Regions from separate parts of the Mus musculus genome. Here region 2 is linked to region 1. Evidence: chromatin contacts called from public promoter capture Hi-C data. All regions are on one chromosome and are shown on one strand. Each heading gives the region's core, a stretch centred on a gene start, on an enhancer-like site or on the middle of the called end of the contact. The rest is flanking DNA. Distances are from core to core; before and after follow the strand shown.

The links. Promoter capture Hi-C pulls out the DNA fragments that hold promoters and counts their contacts.
Region 2: a contact with region 1 is called in a promoter capture Hi-C map of the HPC-7 cell line, with 3 times the contacts expected there. The contact joins the promoter of Htatsf1 here to the promoter of Zfp449 in region 1. A contact is called at or near these places in 5 of 39 promoter capture datasets (the 3T3-L1 cell line, the HPC-7 cell line, HPC-7-derived erythroid cells and 2 more) and 1 of 484 Hi-C or Micro-C datasets (olfactory sensory neurons).

The regions. Positions count from the first base shown.
Region 1 is chrX:56,341,348-56,348,945 of GRCm38.p6, reverse strand. Zfp449 (zinc finger protein 449) reads right to left here and starts at 2,549. Exons shown (of 5, transcript NM_030139.5): 1 at 2,507-2,549; 2 at 218-663. The coding sequence starts at 571. It overlaps Gm38625 (a long non-coding RNA gene), which reads left to right and starts at 2,550. Exons shown (of 3, transcript XR_878111.3): 1 at 2,550-2,769; 2 at 3,805-3,870; 3 at 4,409-4,826.
Region 2 is chrX:57,050,557-57,058,154 of GRCm38.p6, reverse strand. Htatsf1 (HIV TAT specific factor 1) reads right to left here and starts at 4,585. Exons shown (of 10, transcript NM_028242.2): 1 at 4,390-4,585; 2 at 3,957-4,201; 3 at 2,477-2,657; 4 at 2,063-2,110; 5 at 1,501-1,655. The coding sequence starts at 4,145.

The sequences.
Region 1 (7,598 bases), core at 1,300-3,799:
GCCAAGCACTGGTAACTGTGATTGAAATTTCTAGATATGGATACACTGGAGAACCTCAGACCCATATGCTAATTCCAGCAGAAGAGAACACTGGAAAAGTCTCTGGAGAAGTCTTGGGGCTGTGGGATCAGAATCCAAATGTTGGATACAGACTCAACAGCCTGGGTACCTCTTTTTGCTCCCCTAAGAACAGAGACCCCACATTTTTTTTTCTCACCTGTGGTTCTGGTATCTCAAGCTCTCTTTGTAAGTCTTCAATGAGTGACACAACTCTTTCTCTATTGTCTGGGCAGTGTTCCCTCACCCAGGTCTCTATTTCTGTGGGCAGAATAGTTAGGAATTGCTCTAGCACAAGCAGTTCCAGGATTTGTTCCTTAGAACGCATCTTTGGCTTCAGCCACTGACAGCAAAGCTCCCAGAGTTTGTTGAATGCTTCATGAGGCCCGGCAGCTTCTGTGTACTGGAACTGCCTGAAACGCTGTCGGAAAACTTCACAGTCTGTGTCATACTCTTGCAGCACAGAGCCCTGATTCAAGGAGGCCTGGATTGCACAGCCCAGGGCCACAGCCATCACCTCTTCTAGCAGTTTACAGTTTATCTGGGGTCTATGTCTCAGAGTCCAGGTTTTTCCTCTCTGTAATAATCTGGGGGAGTCACTTACAGCTGAAGACAGGAAGACATGAAAAGGAGAGAGAGCAATGGTTACAACATGGCACACTCACCGTCCTTAGCTCAACGGAGCTGGCTTTCCTCCCACAGAGACTTAAAGGATCCCCTCACAGTCTTTCTGGGGGTTTCGAGAATCAGACCAAAGCTGGGGCCTTACTTCCCAGAAGAACACGTATAGGCACAATCAATTGTAGATACAGTTCAAATATTTACAAAATCTCCAGGAAACTCACATAGCCTCTAAATTCTAGCTAGAGTCTAGAAAGCTCTATCTTATATGACAAGGACACCAAATGGTATTGTAAGTTTAACCAAAAATTCAATTTGCTTCCTCCGATATGCCAGATAAATGTAAGGGGCTCAGTAAATCGCATTATCCAAAGCACTTCTCTAATATCTTACAGAGACAGGTAAGAACCCTGCCTTTTCTTAAGGCCCCACTGATTTAATTTAATTCCATTCCTACCCTAATTCCAAGTCATTCTATTTTTCTATATGGAGATTTCAAAAGAAATGTAGGAGGGACAATACGGTACTTCCTAAATAACTAATAGTGTCAAGATATTTTTAGTGCAATCTCTGAGGTCACAGGGTTGGTTGTATACATGTCTATCCAGGGCTCAGGACCTGAATATGCATATACACTATGCCCCCTCCCCCATCTACTGAGACAACTATTTTTTTTTTTTTTTTTGGTTTTTCGAGACAGGGTTTCTCTGTGTAGCCCTGGCTGTCCTGGAACTCACTTTGTAGACCAGGCTGGCCTTGAACTTAGAAATCCGCCTGCCTCTGCCTATACTTTTTTTTTTTTTTTTTTTTTTTTTGGTTGAGACAACTCTTATACCTGTCCTCTTTAAGGTTTTTGAAGAGGATTCAAGGAAAAGAGTCCGGAACCTCTTCCCACTCTGTCAACTGGACTGAAACTGACTTCATATCAACCATCACTGTAACAGTAACCTGTCCTTCTGTGCCAAATGTATTTAGGCATAATTTGCTGTGCAGTCCTCACACCCAAATGCCTCTGTTTACAACAAGCACATAACGATAGCATCAACGTCATAAAAAATAATCCTTCGAGGATCAAATGGCACAGAAAGTGAATAGCAGCCCGCCTGGCACAAGGCGAGAACTCAAGTGAAGTTTATTGCTGGTCAAGACTCCTTCCTAGGAAGCTTCTAGTTTCCTGAGCCCAGGCATGGAACCGTTGCTGGAGGATATCCAAGGATCTGCAGTCTGTTGGCTGGGGACCCAGTACTTAAGCTGCTCCAGTCGCACAGCTGGCTAGGGAAGCCTCTCCTGGCTGACCCAAAACCTTCCACCACGTCTACCAGGGAAGTGTTTCTCTAGGTTTCTTTCCTGGGCCCTACATAGTAAAAACTTCACTTCATTAAGGAACAGTGCCCCCCCCCCCCGCCCCCAAGCTTGCCTCTGAATCCACCCTCACAGGGCCTACCCGTAAGGCACCGTTAATCAAAGAGGGCACTTGGGGAAACAGCAGGCGTGACATGTCCCTGAAAAGCCTAAAAGCTGGTTTAAAACCCCATGCCAGTGTTAGGGACGTGGTGTCCAAGAGCTCTTGGATGACAATGTCCGACCACCCAGATGGGCACTCCCTGCCATCGTGGACTCCCAGCAAGGCCTGGCCAGGTCGCAGGGAGCGGCGGCGGGGTCCCTGAACGAATAGGAGCCCGCCGCTCCTCTTTGCTCCTGGGGCCTGGCTCCCAGGGCACATATGAAATTTGCCAGTTTGTGTGGCCCCAGCCTTGCAAAAAAGAGCCCCGTTACCCGCGCCCGCGCCCCAGGGACAGCCACGCCCTCTGTCCGCTCCGGGACTCACCGCCTCTGCGCCCACGGCTCTCCCAAGCTCACCGGCAACTGCCCAGGGCGCAGGCGCACAGCCGCGTTGAGTACTACAGCTCCCGGCAGGCTCCACGCCGCCCGCCGCTTTTAGAGCCCACTAGGATGCTGACGTGGGGGATGGCTGGGACTCTTCTAGTCTTCCACCTAGTTTCAAGCTGCATTGGAAGAGCTCCTATTTCCGGTCTTATAGCTTTATGGTCCTAGGGGATTGGGTGGGACGAGCCCCGAGTAGTGAGTCAAGTAAGAGCTACTTCCCAACAGCTTTAGATTAATTGATGCAGGTGGGGGAAAAACTTTGTTTAAAACAGCCCCTACCCACTCAGTGATTCCCTCGGGGAGGAGGTGGTTCTTGAGAAGGCATTTTTTAAAACTCAGATTTCAGGGTCCCTAACGACACCCTGGAGAGCAAAAGAGCTTAGAGCCATTTTAATAATAAAAAAAAAAAATTTGGGGGGGGGGATTCTGACTGATCTGTGTTGTCTGTGTGCCACAGTGACCTTGAATATACATCTTAGTTTTTTTTTTCCTCTTGTAAGCTTAGAGCTTCCATCTAGGGAACCCTCCTATTCCTCTCCACCTTCAACAGCCCCCAGTGGTCTCTGAAGTTTGAAGATTAGCCTTCTGGCATTATTTCAAGTCTTCCAATTGGTTCCCTGCTTTTCCTGCCCTTGAAAGCAAACTTTCCCTTCTCCTTTGTCAGTGAGTTGTAGTGAGACTTGGTCCAAGGGCCACTAAATACAATAGTGCTGATTGGGAAAAAATGCTCATTTTTGGTCCGAGGCTGGGGCTATTGGTCTGTGTGTGCCAGAATTTTAGCCCTAGGACTTTGTTTCTGCCTGAGAACCTGTATCTAGACCTGAGTGTGTCCAAGATAGCAAGGAAAAAAGCTGCTTGTTCTTGTTCCTCCTTGATGATCCGGTGGAAGCAAGACAGACATGGGAGGAGCGGTGTTGTTGGCAGGCACTGAAGACAGCTTCATCCAAGCCAAAGTTGTTCTCATTAGCTGAGGCCTGGAGCCCCTGACTCTCAAGTCCTGCAAAGCCACTGTTACTCTTACCAGGGCCCTAGTCATCTTTGAAGGAAGAGTAGCTCATCTCAACCAAGGTGTTATGGGAGCCTGATGATTCTTTGGGTCTGAGAGTCAAATGAAATTGCACAAAGGCAGGACCTATCCCCAGGGAACCCATCTCCATCCTAGAGGCTGCCCACCTATGCTTTTGAGAATTCGAAGGAACTACAATAATAATAATTTTTTAAAAAGTGTGATTTGTTTAGAGAGATCTTGGAAGCCTTGGAGAATGTGTTGAGGGAAGATTTCTCTGCTTCAAAGTTGGCCCCAAGGTAGGAGACAGCTCTGTTTGTTTTCTGTGTTTTGTGTTCATGTTGCTGTGTTTTCCTGTTTTCTTTTCCTGGGAATTGAACCTAGAATCTCACACATGCTCCTTCTTTTCTTCTTTTTAAAAATTATTCTTTGAAAATTTCATACCTTCATACAATATAATTGTATCATATTATCCATCCACCATTTTAAATTAACATATACTAATTGTGCAAGTAAAGATTTTACTTATGACATTTTCATGCGTGCGTGCCGTTGTTAGGAGGTTCATTGTTAGGTTAGGAGGTTCCTGAGTTCCGCCATCTCTAGAACGTGTTCCACCTTGCTGACAGGATCAAAACTGAGTTTAGGTTCCCAACCCTGGAACTCAACTCCTATCCTGCTTCTTCAAATATCTCATGACCAGTAAGGGATGTAAAGATGGAAGATGCTGTTATCCCGTTATCTAAACTAAGGCAAAGAAGTCATGAATGTGCAGCCTGTCTTGACGTAATTGACTACGTGCTGTTTATCCATTCTTTTGTGCATTTATCTCTCTAGATTCCAGGTCAGAGTCCAGGAGGGGACCTGACTGCAAAAGCTGACTCAAGGACCCTGGAACCAGGTGACCCAGATAAGGCCCAGTCACTAAGAGTAACTTCCTTGTGTCAAAGTAGGATTGGTCACCCGCATCTCCCTTGCTTGGTGCTCCCATTCTGTAACAATGTTGTACAATCTCCCTTTGGGAACACAGTACAGATCCCTAACTGTCTGCCTCTCTGAGAGCTCAGAAAACAGAGCTTCTTCCCCCCCCCCACCCCCAAAGCTGAGGACCGAACCCAGGGCCTTGCGCCTGGTAGGCAAGCGCTCTACCACTGAGCTAAATCCCTAACCCCCAGAGCTTTCATTTTTAAGCTTCGGAATCTGAAGTGAGTTTTCTCAGCGACCACCCCAAACCCCACACCATGTACTCTGGTCATATTCATCTGTCTTTTCTTTACCCTTTCTTGTTTCTAATAACTTTCCTTTCACATCAATTTTGTGAAAATTAATTTAATTTTTAAATTTTAACTTTTAATTTAAATTAATTTTGGGGTGTTTTTTTTTCAAGACAGGGTTTCTCTGTGTAACCCTGGCTGTCAGGGAACTCACTTTGTAGACCAGGCTGGCCTTGAACTCGGAAATCTGCCTGCCTCTGCCTCCCAAGTGCTGGGATTAAAGGCGTGTCACCACTTCCTGGCTTAAATTAATTTTTAATTTTTCTCTAGATGACACATATGATATCTTATTGCTTAATGTTATGATCTTCAGTTCTATCAATTTTGTGGCAATGCCTTAATTTAATTTTCCATTTTTTTGTTTTTGTTTTTGTTTTTTTGTTTTTGTTTTTGTTTTTTGTTTTGGTTTTTCGAGACACGGTTTCTCTGTGTAGCTCTGGCTGTCCTGGAACTCACTCTGTAGACCAGGGTGGCCTCGAACTCAGAAATCCACCTGCCTCTGCCTCCCGAGTGCTGGGATTAAAGGCGTGCACCACCACGCCCGGCTAATTTTCCATGTTTTTGTTTGTTAATTTTTTTTTTAGAAGATCCTCTTGTGTCGGCCTCCTAAATTGTAGGATTACAGGTGTGTACCCTCACATCTAGTTATAATTTCACCTTTTATGGTTGACCAAAAGTTCATTGTATGTATGTATGACCCTTTATTTACCCACTGACTCACGCATTGTCCATTCAGATTCTCCGGATTACTCTAAGAAGACCTGTCTCTAGCTGTGGTGCTTTAATAGCCTACTCAAGAAGATTCCTCCCCACATCTCAAGTGTAGTAAATAGTGTGGTATTGTTTTTGGCTTCCGCAGGAAGTCAGGGTTATTTCAATAAAAATACCAGCTGTGCCCTTAGATCAAAAAGTGCTTTCAAAACCTGCCTATTGCCTGCTATCTGTGTGTTGGGAAGTTGTAAAGTCCTGAGGCAAAGCAAGCTTTGCATATTCATGAACCTACAGCCACTTCAGTTGCCTACACAGTACCCGTGCAAGATCAAGCCAGTCAGCATTCCAGCGTGAGAAGGAGGTTCTTCCCATAACTGAAGAGCTATGATCACTTGCCAGCTCCTAGGGGAGGAACAGTCAGTTTTCTTTAAGTGTGTGGTCCCTGGTAGGACAAACAAGTTCTGGTGGATGTCCCCTCACCCCTGAGTCTATGGGCAGCACAATTTGAACGTGTGTGGGTTATTAAATAAGAAGAGGACATAAAGTTGTCAAGGTAGGAGTGGCTCTTGGGAGTGGAAATGATCAAAATATCTTGTATGCATGTATGATGTCAACGGGGGCTGGAGAGATGGCTCAGAGGTTAAGAGCACTGACTGCTCTTCCAAAGGTCCTGAGTTCAAATCCCAGCAACCACATGGTAGCTCACAACCATCTGTAAAGAGATCGGGCGCCCTCTTCTCCTGTGTCTGAAGACAGCTACAGTGTACTTAGATATAATAATAGATAAATCTTTTTAAAAAAGAGAAAATGTCAACAAATTAATAGCATATTTTATTAAAAAAGAATTTTGTGAAGTAATTATGACATGGGGCCAGAAAGTTGAAAAAAGCCCCTCTGTAATAACGTGGTAAGTATGAATTGCTAGTCTTACCACCCAGTAGCAACCTGCTCCTTGTAGTCTTTAATCTTTACTAACAATTATGGAGAGGCTATTTACTAGATCTGTAGCTGCATACCTAGTTCTAGGGGTATCTCAACATGTTAAAATCAGCAAAATTACTTCTGGAACAGCAGCTACTATTGGGATTCCCACCTTATTAAATTTACAACGAACCACTGCTGTCTTCCAAAATCTGCCTGGCTTCCTTCCATGTGGTCCAAATAGGCAAGTTGAATAGAAAGATGGTGCCGGGCAGTGGTGGCCCACGCCTTTAATCCCAGCACTTGGGAGGCAGAGGCAGGTGGATTTCTGAGTTTGAGGCCAGCCTGGTCTGCAGAGTGAATTCCAGGACAGCCAGGGCTACACAGAGAAACCCTGCCTCAAACAACAAACAAACAAACAAACAAACAAAATAGAAAGATGGTGAGGGTCATGCTTCAAATTCGTAATGTGAGGCCAATCTCTGTAACTCTTTCAGGAATGGAACACTGGTGTTGCTTTAGTATTTACCACATGAGGTCTGTTCTAATGGTTTCCACATGGGTTAATCCATTGCAATAGTGCTCATTGTACAGGTAAAGGTAAGGGTGTGGAAATTCTGATGAGAGTATCTATTCCAACTAAACATTTGGGAAGTGGGGAAATAACTGTAGGATGAACAACATAAATATCTTCACTTGGTTGATGCCACCCTAATAATTTCCCCAATTCCTCCATTGCTTTACAAGGGGGTGGGGGGACAGGGGTGTGTGGCAGTTCCCACTGAATTTTTTGATCTGCAGAGAAACAACCACAGAGTTCCTAGAGGTTTAGTTAGTGAGAGGAGATGAGGTGGGTTGGGGGCTGGGAGAGTGGGGGGCTCTATTTTAAAAACCTGCCTGTTGGGTAACTAGATCTTTAACATTCTACTCTCCCTAAGCCTTAGTATATAGTATACCAAGGCTGCTTAATCCTTTCTACTATATTTAATGCAAGCTTCCCTTTGGTTCACATTTCAGTGAAACGACTAGACTTCTTTCTACACCCCATGTACTGTTTACAATAGTTTTTGGCAGTAATTCTCACTCCACAGATGAATGAGATGGTGTCCTGGCCATTGAAC
Region 2 (7,598 bases), core at 3,336-5,835, 710 kb before region 1:
GTTTTATCTAAAAGTGTTTCATAGAACAATATTATTCTGTAAAAATCCAATCATGGAGTGGAAGAGACCGTTCAACTGTTAAGAGCCCTTGTTCAGCTCCCAGAAGCCATAATGGGTAGCTTCCGCAGAGGACCCATGTTCAGCTCCCAGCAGGCCCAGTAGCTCATAACACTCTATAACTCCAGCTCCACAGGTCCAACATCTTCTTCTGGCCTCTGTATGCAACAGCATTCATAAGCACATATATAAATGCCCCCCATGTATATACATAAATAAAAGAAAAACTTTTTTTAAGTTCCCATCAACACCCTGTTCTTTTTAAAATTCAATTCACAGATTTTTAGTCAACTTTGTGCTGGTAAAATTCTCAAATTTTACATATGAACATAGAAGATTAACATCCCAAATGATCATGGAAGGGTTCACTTACCAGATTAAAAACTGATAACCCCAAACCTTGCCATCTCAAGCCTACTTTCTTCTGATCCCACTAACTACACACCTATGATAGTTATACTACCACATTATCATTTTTTACTTGATTTGTAATTATTTTCAGGTTCTATGACAAATGCATATGTCATAATTGTGGCCATTTGTTTTGTGCCAGGTGAGATGACAAGTGCCACGAAGATGACTGACTGACTGGTGTTCCCAGAAATGATAGCTTCCTTTCACATCAATCAAGGCCTGTACAATTTGCAGTGAAAAGACTATACACAGTTCTGCCAATTTCCATTCTAATTCTCTTCCCTGGTGTTTGAAGCAGTAAGTATAATTCACCATCTCCTTTCTAGTCTAATTTGGCGTTAGAAAACACCTTTTGTCAAGAGCCAGTTAGTAAACAGTTTAGGCTTTGAGAGTCAGGGTTATCGCTACAACCACTCAATGCTTCTGATGAAACATGAAAGTAGCCAGACACAAAAACATAAGTGAGCCAGTGGGGTTGTGTTCCAACAAAACTGTATTTGCAAAAACAGACAGCAGTCACGACTTTGCTAGACTCCATTCCAGTTCACTCCAATGTGCAAATAAAATGTCAATGGCTTTTTTCTTCTCAGATTTTTACACTCTTGATTACATACACTGAGGAAGAGGTCTTTGCAGTGAAATTCTTGAAGATAAGAGAAGCCCCTCGCCGGGCGTGGTGGAACACGCCTTTAATCCCAGCACTACGGAGGCAGAGTCAGGCGGATTTCTGAGTTCGAGGCCAGCCTGGTCTACAAAGTGAGTTCCAGGACAGCCAGGGCTATACAGAGAAAACCTGTCTCGAAAAACCAAAAAAAAAGAGAAGCCCCTCAATTACCTATTTATATAGCATGCTGATCTTGTAGCAAACAGTTTCTTAAAACAAGCAAATAATCCTAGTGTCACTAAGGTGACCTATTTTCTTTGTATTTTGCTTTGGATGGTTGGTGGTTTGGGCTAGTATCTCTAATATTCGAGCCTTGCTTCCTGGGTTAAAAATGGAAGGGATGAGAGACTTGACCAAATACCAACCTTCAGATAACAACAAAGCCCATCTCCTTTAAGATTCCCTTGATCATCTTTGTACAGTTTAACTTTAAACTCTTCAGTCTGAGGATCTCTCATAATAATGCCAAATTTGGACATGAGCTGAATAAATTCATCCACTGTGATGTCTGGAGGGAGACCTGTAATTTCAGAGAACAATTTCAAAGTATTTAATGAAGGTAAAAGTTTTTAGCATTTTACCAATGAGAAACCTGAAACCTCTACGTGAATACAAAGCTGACTTGTATAAAGGAGTACAAAAACTTCCTATCTATAAATGTGAAGACTGTATTTTATACACTAAAAAATATCAGTTATGCTATGCTTACACTTCACTAAATCTGAAGGAACAAACTGCTATAAATTATCTAAGGCAGGCATAAGAACAGCATGTAACATTGCATAACTTTTCTTCATTCCATACTAAGTAAATTCCTAGCTAACAAAAGCAGGTGAACAAAACCCACCAAAACTAAAACTCACTTAGCACAAAGTCTCAACACTAAATGTTTCCAACATGAAAACGGCATTGCAACAGTATAAATACCTGACACGTATACATTTGTATTTCTGTCTTCTTCAACATGGAACCATCCTAAAAAAATCAAAGGGAAATAAATAAAACATTCGAAAGAAACAAGAATTACATTATGAAATCTTGGCAATGGCAGTTTCTTCAAAGTTTTAGAATGTTCTCTTTATTTCAGAAGACGACGACTAATTCAAATCACTACAGAGCGTGCAAAATACATAAACCTTTCGACTGTGAATGACCTTTATCGCTCTGAAAAAGAAAAAGGGCTACCTCTGTTCTTCATGACTTTACGCCTATTTGAAAGTGAAAACTCGTCACATCATCGCTCTTTCAACGCTATTATAATTCTGCAAAATGTAAAACGGATTTACAAATTTTTCCTATCTCACTTCTAAAGGCAGGTTTGGCAAGGACAGGACCACTTGCCAGATTCAGCCTTTCTCTTTTCCCCCTTCCTTTTGGAGTCAGGGGTCTCCGGGACTTCTTTTTGTGGAGGTTCTTCTACAGCCTTAGTGTTGGCGTCCTGGACGTTCGCAGTAGAGCTGGATGCACCATCACTAGAAAAGCCGTAGTTAGCCTGATACGTAGCAATGAAATCTTCGGTGATCTAAATAGAGAAGTCAAAACACATGCAGACAAGGTTAATTTACTTGTGGAAACTGTGGTATAAGGCTGTACATTCAGAAATATAACCTAAAACTTAAAACAAGTGTTTACACCACAAGCAGCTGTACTAATTCAAGTACAACCCAAGACCAGTCTCCTTATATGGACACCATGTAGTGTGATCAAAGTAGGACAAAGGTGCACAGACTGCCAAAACAACACGCATAGTTTTAAGTGATGCTATCACCCGTTCCTACATGTTTATAAATTACTACTTCTCTACAGTGTATATGACTAAAGTGGCCAATACATAAAACAAAAAAAGTATTGAATAAACGAGATGGTAAAACCCAAAGTCAACTAGTAATTTCATCACCGAATCCACTTTTGGGTACCCAGATACCAAATAATTGTTTGTCAGACTACTAAAAGCGCTCTTTAAAGAAATCACATGTACAGTCAAGTGGGCATTGCCAGTCCAGAAGTTCAATTGTAAATTTTTACAGTTTGGGATGCTTAAAATATGCACAAATAAATAGCTGAAATTTTTCAACCAACAATCAATCCCCCTGCACAATGGAAAAAGTTTTGTGTGATTGCCTCTCCGGTCGCTTGTCGCGCTGTTAGTTCCCTTTGATGCCAAAGTTCCTATGAGGCTAAGACTAACAGAGTACAGTTACCATACAGTTTACAAGACCAGGTTCAACACCACTTGTGCTATTTCCATGTTGAAATTAAACACTTAGCAATTCCCAAGTACAAATGTATAGATCTCTTTCATTCATTTCCTGTGCATTCCTAGTCATATTCCTGTGGTTATAGGGTCCGAACTCAGATGCCCTGGAACAAAATTTAATAGATAAAACAAGAATCAAGAAAAGTTTCTTCAGTAGAGGTGAATGACACCTCTTCCACCCTGTAAATCAACAAGCTGCATTCTACACAAACATGTACAGGAAGCGTAAATTAAGTTTGGCTATACAGGATAAAAGTCTTACTAATGTGATTTCCTTGGTGTTCTTCCTCTGTGCAGTAAAAATATCAAGATAAAAACGAATTGTGACCTTCACATACATACACAAATTAATAAGGCACAAAAAAATCACTTAAGGCACCACCCTAAGATTTACTTTCCTTTATACATCGGGAATGCAATAGACTGAACCAATAGACTAGCCACCAACCACCGGTTCAGAGACCTAGTACTTCAGTGGAGCAAACAGAAGAGGAATGTCCCGCAAGGGCTGCCAGTGAACCCTATGGCCCCGCTCCGCAGTGGGACTCCGATACTCTTTCTTACCTTAGGGAACCAAGCCTTCTTATCAAGGTCCCACTCGTAAGGAGTGTCATCTGGTGGTTGTCCCAAAGAATGGGCTTCTCCAGAGGGCTCATTCTGGGTGTCACCTTCCTTGGGGTCTCCTCCATACAATTCTTGCATTCGCAATTGCTCATCAAACTCATCGTTCCCGCTCAAGTTGTTGCCACTCATGGTTCTCACGTAGTCCCGGACACCGCGGTCAGAGAAGTGAAGAGGCCGAGAGGGCGCTGGACAAGAGCAGAGAAAGAGAGGTCTGCAGAGCTTGGACTGTGCACTGCAACTCCCGGGCCGCCTCCCGCAGCGCCCCAGCAGACCCTGGGAAGTCTGCGAGGCACCGCCCAGACTCCGCCCTCCCGCCCGCCCCCCTCGTGCACGCCTGCGCCAACAAATGGTCAGCGCTGTCGCTGCCACCCACCTGGCGGGCTCCGCAGGGCCTCGCCGCCGCCGCTGCTGGGGCCAGGGCGAGGCGGAAGCGCGCAGGCGCGCTGTCACCGCTGCGGCCGGTTCCGGAGGCGCCACAGCTTCCTCCCCGCCACGTCAGGCAACGAGTTGAGAGCGAAGTCCCCCTCAGGCTGATGCAGTCGCCATTGTCCGCGCGGGTGGCAACGTAGCGGGTCGCGCCGACCCGCCCACGGGACGTCAAAGGTCCGCGACGCTTGCGCGGCCAGGGGGCGGGGCCTCGGAGCCCGGCTGCCGCCGCGTGTCTGTACTTATTGGGAACTGGCCTTTAGGGACGCAGCCTGCCGAAATGCATGGCACCTCGTTAACCTCGGGCTCCTCTGCGCTCCGGACGAGTTTGGCCGAAGCGATAGCCTGAAAAAGGACTCTTCCAGTAGAGCTGGCGCGGAATGGGCTTTGCGGCAGGCGCCATCTTGGGGAGGTGGGTGGGACCGTGGGACAAGTTTCTCCCGCTTCGCGAAACCTTGGCGCCTCCTTCGCGCAAATCCCCGCCCCTGCACTGGAGCCGAGGATTGTCTTATTTTTCGAATGCTTGTCCTTAGTGTACACGCGGGTTTTGTTCATCTTAGTAACCCAAACACATAACATGCTGTTTGGAGGTCTAGTGAAGCATGAGTTAACAAGCAGTGGGCAGAAGGCCCCATCACTTCCTAATCTCACCCCCCTTTTAGGCATCTGGTACCACCCTCTGGCTGCTGTAGGTGAGAGGAGCTTTTGCCTGCAGCTTACTGCAACGTGTCCGAGGTGTTCCAGACTGGAATTTGAAGCTTGAGTGTAAACATAACCCTATGGCCTCATTTCCTTGTGTCTTAGTAAGACAGCCAACAGTCTTCCAAGAAAAGCTGAGCTTTTTCCTTAGATGTTTCATGCACCTAGAAAAGGGAAGGGGTCCATATTTTTAGGACAGACAAGTATTTACTGAACTCCTATTAAGTGCCAGGCTTTGAGGGAGATTCTGAGGCAGCAGCTAAGACATGCACAAATCAAGGGCGGTTCAGTTATAGTTGGCGAACAATATGACAGGAGCACCAGATGCGGGAGAGCAGCAATTATTTTGTTTTAAGCATTTTTTAAATATTTTTATTAGGTATTTTCCTCATTTACATTTCCAATGCTATCCCAAAAGTCCCCCATACCCCTCCCCACTCCCCTACCCACCCACTCCCACTTTTTGGCCCTGGCATTCCCCTGTACTGGGGCATATAAAGTTTGTAAGTCCAAATGGCCTCTCTTTCCAGTGATGACTGACTAGGCCATCTTTTGATACATATGCAGCTAGAGACAAGAGCTCCAGGGTACTGGTTAGTTCATATTGTTGTTCCACCTATAGGGTTGCAGATCCCTTTAGCTCCTTGGGTATTTTCTCTAGCTCCTCCATTGGGGGCCCTGTGATCCATCCAATAGCTGACTGTGAGCATCCACTTATGTGTTTGCTAGGCCCTGGCAAAGTCTCACAAGAGACAGCTATATCAGGGTCCTTTCAGCAAAATCTTGCTAGTGTATGCAATGGTGTCAGCGTTTGGAAGCTGATTATGGGATGGATCCCCGGATATGGCAGTCTCTAGATGGTCCGTCCTTTCATCACAGCTCCAAACTTTGTCTCTGTAACTCCTTCCATGGGTGTTTTGTTCCCAATTCTAAGAAGGGGCAAAGTGTCCACACTTTGGTCTTTGTTCTTCTTGAATTTCATGCGTTTAGCAAATTGTATCTTATATCTTGGGTATCCTAAGTTTCTGGGCTAATATCCACTTATCAGTGAGTACATATTGTGTGAGTTCCTTTGTGATTGGGTTACCTCACTCAGGATGATGCCCTCCAGGTCCATCCATTTGCCTAGGGATTTCATAAATTCATTCTTTTTAATAGCTGAGTAGTACTCCATTGTGTAAATGTACCACATTTTCTGTATCCATTCCTCTGTTGAGGGGCATCTGGGTTCTTTCCAGCTTCTGGCTATTATAAATAAGGCTGCTATGAACATAGTGCATCTTTTTACACTCAAAAAGTAGACAATTCTAAACAGCTTTTTTTTTGATGGATTACATTCATCAACAAGGCTCATTGCAATAATGTTAACTATTCAAGTAAAATTTTTAATCATTAAAAGTAAAAAGTGGGAGTGGGTGGGTAGGGGAGTGGGGGGGAGGGTATGGGGGACTTTTGGGATATCATTGGAAATGTAAATGAGGAAAATACCTGATAATAAAAAAGACACTAAAAAAAAAAGAAAAAAAGTAGCAATAAATACTATATGTGTAAACATCAGTACTATGACCCAGACTTGACCATAGGGAAAAGCTTGTCAGAAATTACTCCGATTCCAGTCACCTTTGTTTGTAAATACAGTGGTTCCAGGTGGGTTCTAGAATATTTTGGCTCCTCACAGACCTCTGAATCTGATTTCAACCTTAGTGATATTATTAAAGCAGTAGTTGTTTCCAAATATACTTATTTTTACGAGGTTCTTGTTTTTAGTAGAAGAATTGGAGAACTGAACTTGTATATATGCTGTGGATTTTGTTAGATGCATTTAAACACTGCTAAGTAGTTCTTGCTTTGATCTAAAAACTGTATATAGATCTTTTCACTAATTTGTTATTAGGCTTCCATTTCATTCTGGAGTATGTTTACAATAGAAGAGATAGTGCGCTGCATGATTGTTATTGCACATAGCACACACTCTTAATGTTGGAGATACCCTAACCTCCCCACCACACACACACACACAAGGAAATGGGGAAAAATATTTTTTTTTGGTTTGTTTTTTTGAGACAGGGTTTCTCTGTGTAGCCCTGGCTGTCCTGGAACTCACTCTGTAGACCAGGCTGGCCTCGAACTCAGAAATCCACCTGCCTCTGCCTCCTGAATGCTGGGATTAAAGGCGTGTGCCACCATGCCCAGCTGGGAAAAAATCTTCTGTCAAGGTTGCAAGTCACCCAGTTGCTTTTGTCCAAAAGCTTCCTGGAAGCCTATAGAGAATCTGGCTCAAGGTAGCATTGCAGTTTGCACTAGATACTTGCCTGAGCCAGTATACATTTGTTCCATAAAGTTTGAGTACAAACAGATATAGACTCGGTGTCAGAGTAGAATGAAAACGGGTGCCTATAGAAGATAAAAGGCCTGAGAAGGGCCTTCTCTGCAGAAGTTCCTCTGCCTTACTTATAA